Linked DNA regions of Mus musculus: region 2 is linked to region 1. A link is a contact called in public promoter capture Hi-C data. All regions are on one chromosome and are shown on one strand. Each heading gives the region's core, a stretch centred on a gene start, on an enhancer-like site or on the middle of the called end of the contact. The rest is flanking DNA. Distances are from core to core; before and after follow the strand shown.

What was found. Promoter capture Hi-C pulls out the DNA fragments that hold promoters and counts their contacts.
Region 2: a promoter capture Hi-C map of the HPC-7 cell line shows a contact between it and region 1, with 2.2 times the contacts expected there. The contact joins the promoter of Tmem126b here to the enhancer-like site in region 1. A contact is called at or near these places in 5 of 39 promoter capture datasets (the HPC-7 cell line, embryonic stem cells, hippocampal neurons and 2 more), 2 of 484 Hi-C or Micro-C datasets (cerebellum and uterus), 2 of 115 datasets of contacts at active chromatin or transcription factors (the 230-238 cell line and bone marrow-derived macrophages) and 1 of 9 other capture datasets (liver).

Annotation. Positions count from the first base shown.
Region 1 is chr7:90,040,114-90,044,983 of GRCm38.p6, forward strand. E230029C05Rik (RIKEN cDNA E230029C05 gene) reads left to right here. Exons shown (of 6, transcript NR_110365.1): 4 at 617-736; 5 at 966-1,018. Among named protein-coding and RNA genes, the nearest start is that of E230029C05Rik, 13 kb to the left of the region's middle. Within about 2 kb of position 2,503, at least 151 of the 459 cell types and tissues checked have an H3K27ac peak or open chromatin away from gene starts, as enhancers often do. A contact at or near this core is called in the HPC-7 cell line, bone marrow-derived macrophages, liver and 1 more, where this site is marked.
Region 2 is chr7:90,473,782-90,478,651 of GRCm38.p6, forward strand. It overlaps Tmem126b (transmembrane protein 126B), which reads right to left and starts at 2,214. Exons shown (of 5, transcript NM_026734.2): 1 at 2,114-2,214. The coding sequence starts at 2,194. It also overlaps a transcript of Dlg2 not described here.

The sequences.
Region 1 (4,870 bases), core at 1,253-3,752:
TGTCTTTGAAACCCACTCCTTCCCAAATTTCTTCCCAATTTAAAAAAAAAAAATCACCGATTTCAATTTGGGCCGATCACATAAATGTACCCAAAGGGGTATGGGTGACCTGTGAGTGGCCACCTCTCCCCCAAGAAAATTGTTTCTTCTTCCTCAGCAGTCAAGCCATTAAAAAAAAAAAAGGAAAATTCTATTCAAGCCAAGGAGTGGGAGTGGTCTACCTTTAAAAGTACTATGTTAAAGAGCAGGTCTCTTCTGACCTAGACTTGAAAGATAACTAAGTTATACAAGTCCAGGTTGAAGGAAGTACATTAAGATATGAATAGGGGCCAGGGAAACCTTTAATCCCAGCACTCAGAAGGCAAAGGCAAGTGGAGCTTTGTGAGTTCAAAGCCAGCCTGGTCTACATAGTGCACAGGTTACACTGTGAGACCCTGTCTCAAGCCAACCCTCTTCCTAAAAGTTGGGAGGTGGAGTTCATCACAGCTCTGGTGAACTTTGTATACCCTGATGGTCTGAATCACTTTTTTCACTCTGTACCCTCTCACCCGTCTCGTTTTCATAACTGACCTTCTGCCTAATTCTACTCTTCTCTCACACTTCCCTGCCTGGACAGAAGCCCTGCCTTGAACTTCAGGCTGCCTGGCTTGGATCCTGATGCTGCTTTGCTGACACAATCCATTCTCCCAGGGAACACCCAGAGTTCCACTCCAGCCCTGGCAACGCTGCAGCAGAGGTAGCCTCATTAGCTCCACATTTGCCCTGCCTCACCTCTCCCCCTCTTCCCTAGAGGCTCTAGTGCTGAGGTTCCACCAGGTTTCATCCCTAAACCCATCCCAAGTCAAACAAGACACAGATAAGCCTAATCTCGGGCTCATTTTCCTTATTTGTAGCATTGAGAGGTTGTAGTAGGTGACTTCTAAAGTAGCTCCCTTCCAACACTAACATTCTTTGTCTCTAAGTAGGCCAACTGTACGGAAAGTCTACATTGGCTCGGAACAATTGAGGCTGGGAGAGGGTGAGTCGGACTCAGCAAAATGTCAAGCTAACTGTGCAGCCAGGAGCTTAGACAGCAGCATGTCACTCGGCAGACAGCGGCTACAGACTCCTGCAAGAGATTAGCCCGCCCAGACATCAATGGACAAGATGCTGCCGTATCCAGCTTATTAGCCACATTCAGTCAAGGAATTAGCAAATGTCATTTTGTCTTTCCAAAGGAATGAGGATTCTTTTATGACCTAAAGCTATTTAGTATGGTGACTGTAACTCTGCCTTTTCCCCTGGCTGATGTCGGGGTTTTAGAGTGCAGTGTTATATCTCATTAGTAAAGTGCCTGATTCCTCACTGCTCAGGGACTAGTTCCTGAGCATCCAGTCTTACTCCTAAGCCCTTCCTAAATTCTTTTCAGATGCTTCTCAGGTTGTGCAAAACTAAGAACTCAGGACCTTGGAGGGATATGCTTGAACCCCATGGTTATTTCCTAGTTACGATTATCAGAGCCTTGAATTGCCCAGCTGTGAATGAGATAGCAAAGCCAGACTGTAGAGTTACCCCCAGGATGAGGCGACTAATACACAAAAGCTTCCCCCAAATGGGAACCCCCCCAAAGCCTTCCTGCCTTGTAAAAAATCCCTCTTGGAACATTTTTTCTTGCTTATTTGACCTTTTGCTCTCATTCTTACATAAGCCTGCAGAGCCCTGTGGGTCTACACAACTTCCTGCTTCAAGACCAGACCTACAGCACGCCGAGTCAGCATTAGCTCTTCCTGGAGTGGAGTGAACATTCTTTTTTTTTCTTTCCCTCCTTTCAGTCTTTCTTTTCCAGTCCATGCATGCGCACATATGCATGCCTCTGTGCTTATGTTAATGTGGAGGTCAGAGGACAACTTAATAGAAGTCAGCTCTTTCCTTCCAGCATGTGGGGCTCAGGGATCCAATTCAGGCCAGCAAACTTGGCAGCAAGCTCATTTATATACCCGCTGAGCTGTCTTTCTAGTCCCGTGGTGTTCTCTCTGTCTCTGTCTCTGTCTCTGTCTCTGTCTCTCTCTCTCTCTCTCTCTCTCTCTCTCTCTCTCTCTCTCGTGTGTGTGTGTGTATGTGTGTGTGTGTGTGTGCACATATGTAGAGGCCAGATGTCAGTCTCTGGTATTGATCCTCCGGCACCATTTTATTTTTCTTGTTTGTGCTCTGTTTTGCAAGAGACATGGTCTCTCACTGGCCTGAAAGTTACTATTTGGGCCTGACTGGCCAGTGAGCCCAAGCAATCCACCTCTCTCCCTGTCCCCAGTACTGATCACAATCGCAGGCAGCCATGCCTGTCATTTTAAATGGGTCCTAGGTGCAAACTGAGGCAAGCATTTTACCGACTTAACCATTTCCTCTGGCCTTTTCTTTTTCCTTGGTGTGACCACAGAGGCCCAGCTGAAGGTGCAGACAGCTCCTGGGTCTGTTCGGCACAGTATACATTTCAGTTTGGTACCATGAGTCAGCATTGCCTAAGAGCCAGTGAGGAAGGGATGAGACAGACACCGTAAGATGACGGCAAGCTGCTGAGCTGGCAACTAGCTGTGGGTTAACAGTCCCGGTTAGATCTTTACGAGATTCTAGCAGCAGGGACCATAAGACCTTAGGGAATCACTTAGCACTACCCTTTAGTACACAGATGGAGAAATGGAGGCAGCTCAGCGGAAAGGCCAGCAACTGCCCCCAAAGGTGGAACTCTAAATTCTAGGTCCTCATTTGTTTATACTATCTTATGATAAAATATTCATTATTCAGACCCAGCACACTGAGGCCAGGCATGGAAGTGACCTCTTAGGATCTCAACACTTGGCAGGTGGAGTCAGGAAGATCAGGAAATCAAGCCAACCTTGCCCACATATTAAGTTCAAGGCCAGCCTCTGCTACAAGGGACCCTATCTTAAGAAACAGAACAGAATAAAACAAAGAACTCAAACAACAGGAAACATCCCGCACATGTGGGCACTTACCAAATTTCATTATTGAATACCAGTGTGGAGATGCCGGTAAAAGGCTTTCTGCACACACAGTGTCATCCATGCATTAGTTATCATGTCCCATAAGGGAGGTACCAGATGGTAGAGGGTATGGACATTATGCTGGGATGTGGGTTCTGTTTTGTAGGCAATGCTAAGCCATCCCAGGTTTCAGACAAGAGGTCTGACATGGTCCACTTTAAAGAGCTCTTTCTGGTAGCAGAGAGAAGGGTAGACTGAAAGCTGTTGGATTGGATACCTGAAGATGTGCAAGTTTTCAGAGTAGTCCTGGCAACACAGGGCGGTGGTCATGTCAAAAATGTATTGTTTAAACAAATTGCTTTATTATATTGTGTGTGCATATATGATGTGTGAGAGTGAGGCACATTTATGTGGCGGTCAGGAACAACTTCTGGAAACTGATTTCTCCTTCGTTTTGAGCTCTGGAGCAGAACTCGAGGCACAATTCTCAGAGATAAGCAATTTTTCCTGCTGAGCCATCCTGACAGACCAGGCAATTTCTTAATTGCCACAGCCTTTGAACCTTTGGTAGTTTACTCAAGGTTACAGACGCAGCGAGTCCTCAGGATCTGTAAGCAGAAGGAGAAGTGGAGTTGAGGACAGCAGTAGGCTGGGCCTTTGGACAGACCAAGGACAACTTCTTAGGATGTTGGACTCCTGCCTACGATCCCAGAGTAATCGAGCTGGCTTCACTTGCGATAAAACATGGATTCCATGGTCACTGTCCTGGGAGGAACACATTCTGCTAAGAGCAACTAAAAGTCTCGAATAAACACTGAAAATTTGACTAAACAAGACATTTTTTCCCAGCATAGTGCAGCAAAGATCATATTTCAGGACACACAGAAAGATTATCATGTGGGAGATTTCACACATGTCTATCCCAAACAGCATTTTGTCTTAAAAACATTATTTTACTGTTGATTTCCCGAGTCACTTTAAGTCAATCCACTTAACCATTTTAGTTTCATCTGCAAAATAAATAGGCATAGATCATATGGTTTCTAAAGGCCCCATCAGTTCTAAAATAAGCACAGAGACAATATATAATTACATATTGTATTATTATGGCAGTAAGTTACACCCCTGCTATTTCTGAAGATGCCTTAAAAGCTCCCATGATTCTTAAGGACTCTTGCCTCACATCTGGCTTCCATCTGAGACTCTGATGTGTGAGCGCTCATCCAGTGGACTGTCCAGTGAAGCATATCTGGGAAGAGACAGTTGACAAACAGAAAGCTGGGATGAGGATTTGAGACACGTTGGCCCCTTGTACTTTTTAGACCAAATTCATCTCTTTACTCTGAACCATCTCATTTGTTTAATTATCTTGTCAATTTTTTTTTTTTCGAGGCATGGTTTTTGGCCCTACGTTCATCAGTTTGGCAATGTACTGAGACTGGATTAGAAAAGACCCTTGTCATGAGTGACACTTCCAGCCTGGCCCTGACATGAGCTCCCATCTTCTTCCCCACTGTTTGCTTCAGTGTCCTCTAACACAGCTGGCTCTGGGATGGTTCCATATTTTTCCTTCTCTTTCTTTCTAAAAATTATTTAAATATTTATTTCATTTTAAGCGTCTCTGTGTCTCTGTGTCTCTGTATCTCTCTGTATCTCTCTTTGTCTCTCTGTCCCTGTCTCTCTATGTGTGTGCATGCATGCACTCGCATGTGTCCACTGAGGCCTGCATAGGGCGTTGGACTCACTGGAGCTTGAGTTACAGGCCGTTGTAAGCTGCTTGATATGGGTGCTGGTAACTGAACTGTGGTCCTCTGGAAGAGCAAGTGCTCCTACTGATCCTCCTCCCCTGCCTCCATGTTCAGCCTTTTCCATCAATGTGTAGAATACAAACC
Region 2 (4,870 bases), core at 964-3,463, 430 kb after region 1:
CCCCCCACAAGTGACAAACTTCCTCCAACAACACCACACCTTCTAATATTGCTACTCCCTATGAGCAAAGCATTCAAACATGCAAGTCTATGGGTTCCATTCCTATTCAAACCACCACACTTGTCTTCTCTCATGAAAGCCTAAGCCAGTTTGGGAGATTATTTTGGGGCTAAGGGAAGGTAGGAGAGAACAGAAAGTGCTTTAGAAAGTGGAGAAACAACAACAACAACAACAACAACAACAAGTCAGAGTTGGGTACTGTTCCAGCCTGGGAAGAGGGAGTGCACCATAGTTATCTTGGACTTTATGTTGCAATTCAGTTTTCTAGTAGGGCCTAGGGTAGAAAGCAGGCAGGGTCTTTGTCAGAAATAGCTATGGGTTATACTGTGAAGCCTGGACAAAGGGAATGAACTCAGGGTTTGTAAGGTCTCTGTGTCCCATGTGATAAGCCAATAGTTGCCCACATTAAGAACCATAAGAGTTTCACCAAGAGATTAGAAAATCCATTCCAGATTCCTTTTTGAGTTTCTGGCTATACATAAGACTTTTGGGTCTCTGGAAACACTTGTTAAATCCTTTGGTACTATGACATTTTATGTATCTTACGAGTATTCCATTTCATTCAAACAAAGATATATGGACACTTCCTACAAATCCAAAATTCTGGTTTTAAATATTTACTTATTTCATCAGTGAGATGTCTACTGATTCAAAGTTCAGTGCTTTTTATTTTTTGCTCTACATTTTCTAGATTAATCCATGAGAAGTTATAAAGTCAAAGGTTCATTACAGATGACATGCTAACATTTATAAGTGATGAGCATATAATAAGCCTAAAATTAATGAAAAAAAAAATGGAGCCTGACTCCAGGAAATCAACACACACAAAGAATGGGTTCCTTGATCTTCTTAAGGTGGTATACAATTGATCAAAAGACCAGTATTTCTGCCTTAATACAACACAGCATTTAAGTCAGTTCTTTAAGATAGCTGAGAAGGGGGGTGGGCAGAGCAGGCATAAAATACTTTACAAATTATATTTTTTTGGGGGGGACTAGACTTACATCTTTTGCTCCCCCCTCCTTCTGCTATCCAAATGGAAAAATGGAAGAAGAAATAGTATTTTCTAAGGAGGATTCTCTAACCAATCCATCTAGTGTACGATGAAGGCAGATATTAATAGCATCATGGCTAATCAAAAAAACGTAGAGAAATTTTTGTTCTGTTCTCATCCAATTCCCTGAACAGCCCTCTTCACCACCCACAGAAAATTTCCAGGCCTTTAAGACAGCTTTGGGGAAAAGGGTACCCACAATTATGGCTGCAGGACAGTCAATATTGAAATAATCAAAAGCAACAGCAAATATTTTTGGCATCTGGCATTTGCAAGGGTTTCACTACACTCTCCTTAATTAAGGAGATATAGATTATTAACTTGCCCAGAGTTTTTTGTTTTGTTTTGTTTTAACTTATTTTTGTGCTGTTGGTATAGACGCCTGGGCTTCAGGCCTGACAAGTGCTCCATCATCAGATTCCAAGGAAGTCTTTCAGCAAGAACTGAAAATGAAGATTTTTGCCACAACCAACGTTTAATCTGAGAGTTAAGGAAGTTCAAAGTCACTCAACTGATTAGATCACCATCCTTATACACGTTAAGTGCATTTGTGTGGGCGTATGGCCTGCAAAGTGTGTGTGTGTTGTATCTTTAAGTGTATTATTTGACCTTCAGAATTTTATTCAACATGATTTGTCCAGCCGTGGTGGATATTAGGTTCTCGGGTAATCAAAAAAGTGAATGCATTCAAGAAGCCATCATAACCTTGCGTTAAGTCAGAACACATCAAATCAATAAAATGCAGGAGACTTAAACAGAATGAGAGAACTGGAGGTCGGGCCGGGTGGGGTAAGGCGATAAAGTATTTGTAATTGAAGAAAGGTCCTCGAGAAAGAGAAACAAGCTGCATTTAATCGGCGTAGACTTCAGGTCTACGCTGTTCGGAACTAGAGATTTGATTACACTCTACATAAAGTCGGGTTCGGTTCTATTTGCTCAAATCCTTCACGTGCATCATCTCCGAGGAGGCGACCCACACCACCCTAGATTTCCGCCTACCTGGGGTGCTTCCCTATTTCCCTCCTGCACAACACCAGCAACCTTCGACTCGGACCAACTTGGTCGCTGGGACGCCGCCATCTTAGCGCCTCACGTGACTGACAGGAGGGCGTGGCCGGAGCGCCTGGGGCGGGACTTGCAGCTGTCTGACAGCTCGTACCTTTAGTCCGGTACTCCCCCACCCAGTCAAAAGCCGCGCCCTCCAGCCGGGCGGAGGTTGGGCGTGGCGTCGCAGAAGTGCGATCTCTCATTGGCTCCGAGGAAGGCTCAGGGTCAGGGGCCCGCCCCTAGCCAGCCTTGCCTTGTCCTCTGCCAAATTGTCAGCCTGGCCAACCTGAAGGGAACCAGGGGCGGTTCGGGCGCAGGCCTGTTGCTGCGCGCCTTCTTCTCAGGGCGGCTGGGGTAACCGAGCCCTGGTAGTTCCTTCGGCCCGGTCGGTGTGTTAAGGCTGTGGTTTCTAAGGTTCCTCCTCAGAGCCTCCAGCCCGTCTCCCCGGCGCGGCCACAGCAGCACGGGCTAGCCTGCTCTCTACAGTCTTCAGTCCCCATAGTCCACCCTCAAGCCCCGCTTGGAAAGGGTTCAGTTAGAAATATCCCTTTTCCCTGCTCCCCCGAAGAGCCCTGGTCGGCCAGTGTTTTAGGGGTGGATGGTGCTGCGAGGAGGCCAGGCGCGCTTCCGTGCACGTGAAATGCCCAGCAGCGTCTGCCAGACCCGCAACCCCCGACCCTCCAGTCTCCATGTCTTAGGCAAGCCAAATTCGAGAGTTATATAATTTCTAGTGCTGCTGTTTCTCTTGCCCGAGGAAACACTTCATCGCTTGGAGGGTGCAGGACATTTCGGTGCTCTTCTGTATAAGATCGGGGTGTGGGCAGGGGTGGCCAGCGGTGGCAGAGAAATGTCTTTTCTGCAAAAGGAAGGTGGGTAGATTGGAGAGAGACTGAGAAAGGGTGGATGTGGAAGCCAAACAGCTGCACTCTCATTTAGGAAATCGCGGACTATTTGCATAGTGTGTGATTGCATGCCTAATACTACTACAGCGTCTCTGAAAACACCTTTTGGGGAAGGTTTGGTTTCTCCTTTCCAGCAGCCTCAGTGTTTTTCTTCGCCGGATAGGAAGCTGCTTGTTTGCGAAGAGATGGCATGATGTGAATGACTCCAGTGTGAAGAAGTCTGCTTCGCCAAATCATCCTGCATCAAGTGCCCATTGAATAGCACTGTCACTTTAATGTCTCCATGCCAAGGGATTGCCTTCCTTCTTTTCAATCCTCTCAGTTAATACACAGGAGGATCAGGATCTGAGGGGCATTAAGGATCAAGCCTTGGGGGCTTGGAGACCACAGAAGAAAAATAGGAAAGTGACAAGCTGGATAGTGTTTTACTGAGGGGCGAGAAACAGAACCAGTAAATAGAAGGGGGCCTTTGAATCTCTCTTTTGCCCCCAGAAAACTGTCCAAACTCACACACCCCTGAAAAGACTAGAGTAAGACGTTTTTAAAAGTGTTTTTGAAGGGGAAGTTTAAACTTTTTCCTAAAAATTGATGCTCTTTATTACGAACCATGTCGAACATGTATAAATTAATAAGTCAACCGTCCTAAAATTGGTTTGTGCCTTAATTGAGTTAGTTATTGAACATCTAAAAGTGTTGCTGCCTGAAGAGGAGTTTTAGTAACATTTTCTATGCATAAGATAACTTTCTCAGCTTTTAAAACAAGAATATATATTTTACAAAAATTGAAAAACTTGCTATTTTTTTCTTTGAAGACCTTGGGCAGTGTAATGTTTGGTTGTGGAGAAAGGCATCATTTTTTTCTTTATTTGAAATAGAAGACTCAGCCTGGATATCAAGGCTGAACGGTGAAGAGATTTGCAACAGTTAACCTGGTTCCATCTCCATTCAGCTGGATCAAGCAGAGACTGAAACTCAGAGATCTTGAGTCCAGAGTCAGTGGAGAGACCCAAGAATGCCAGTCAAGAAGAAAGGTGGGCTATGAGGTTCATACATAACATATGATTTTCCTTTTTCTTGGCTGTGGTTTTTGTAATTTAAATTGTATTCTATTGCAGGGCAAAATTTTGCCTGGTTTTGAGTAAATATTTACTGCAATGAATATCTGCTCAGTAGTACCTTTTCAGTAATATTTTATTATAGTAAAGTTAAGGTAATACTATAGACATATGTAAATTAATGAACCAGGTAGTTAATGTCACCATTTGTAATCAGAATAGATTCGGTGCTATAGGTTTGGGGTTTAAAGCTCAGTTTAAATAATCTTTTAAAAAGAAACTTGTACAGTGGAGTTTTTCCCCATGAGCTTGATACTTATTGAATGATTATGTAGGTGTAACATAAGGCAACATTTGTAAAATCATAGCTTTATTTCTTATACTTAAAAATAGACTTCATATTTGAGTTTATTCCAGTGTATGTCTTCCCTTCCGTGGTAATTCACAACTTTGATAGTTTATTTTATTATTCAGTAACATGTTTTGGGAAATTCCCTCAAGTAAAGCATATACTTGCTCTTTTCTTCCTTTCAGTAACCCTTATCACTTTGATCAGAATCCCATGGGGTTCCTGGAGCATGGTCTATTATAGATCAGAGAGCTTAAGGGTTCACCTTAGCTGAGATGAACTTTGTTCCACAGAAGCTTAGTGAAATGAGACCTTTATGTTTTTACAGATGACATCAGTAATAAAGTTTATGGAGAATTTTGAATAAAAATTTAGACTACCTTTGAAGTTTATTGTTCTGGGC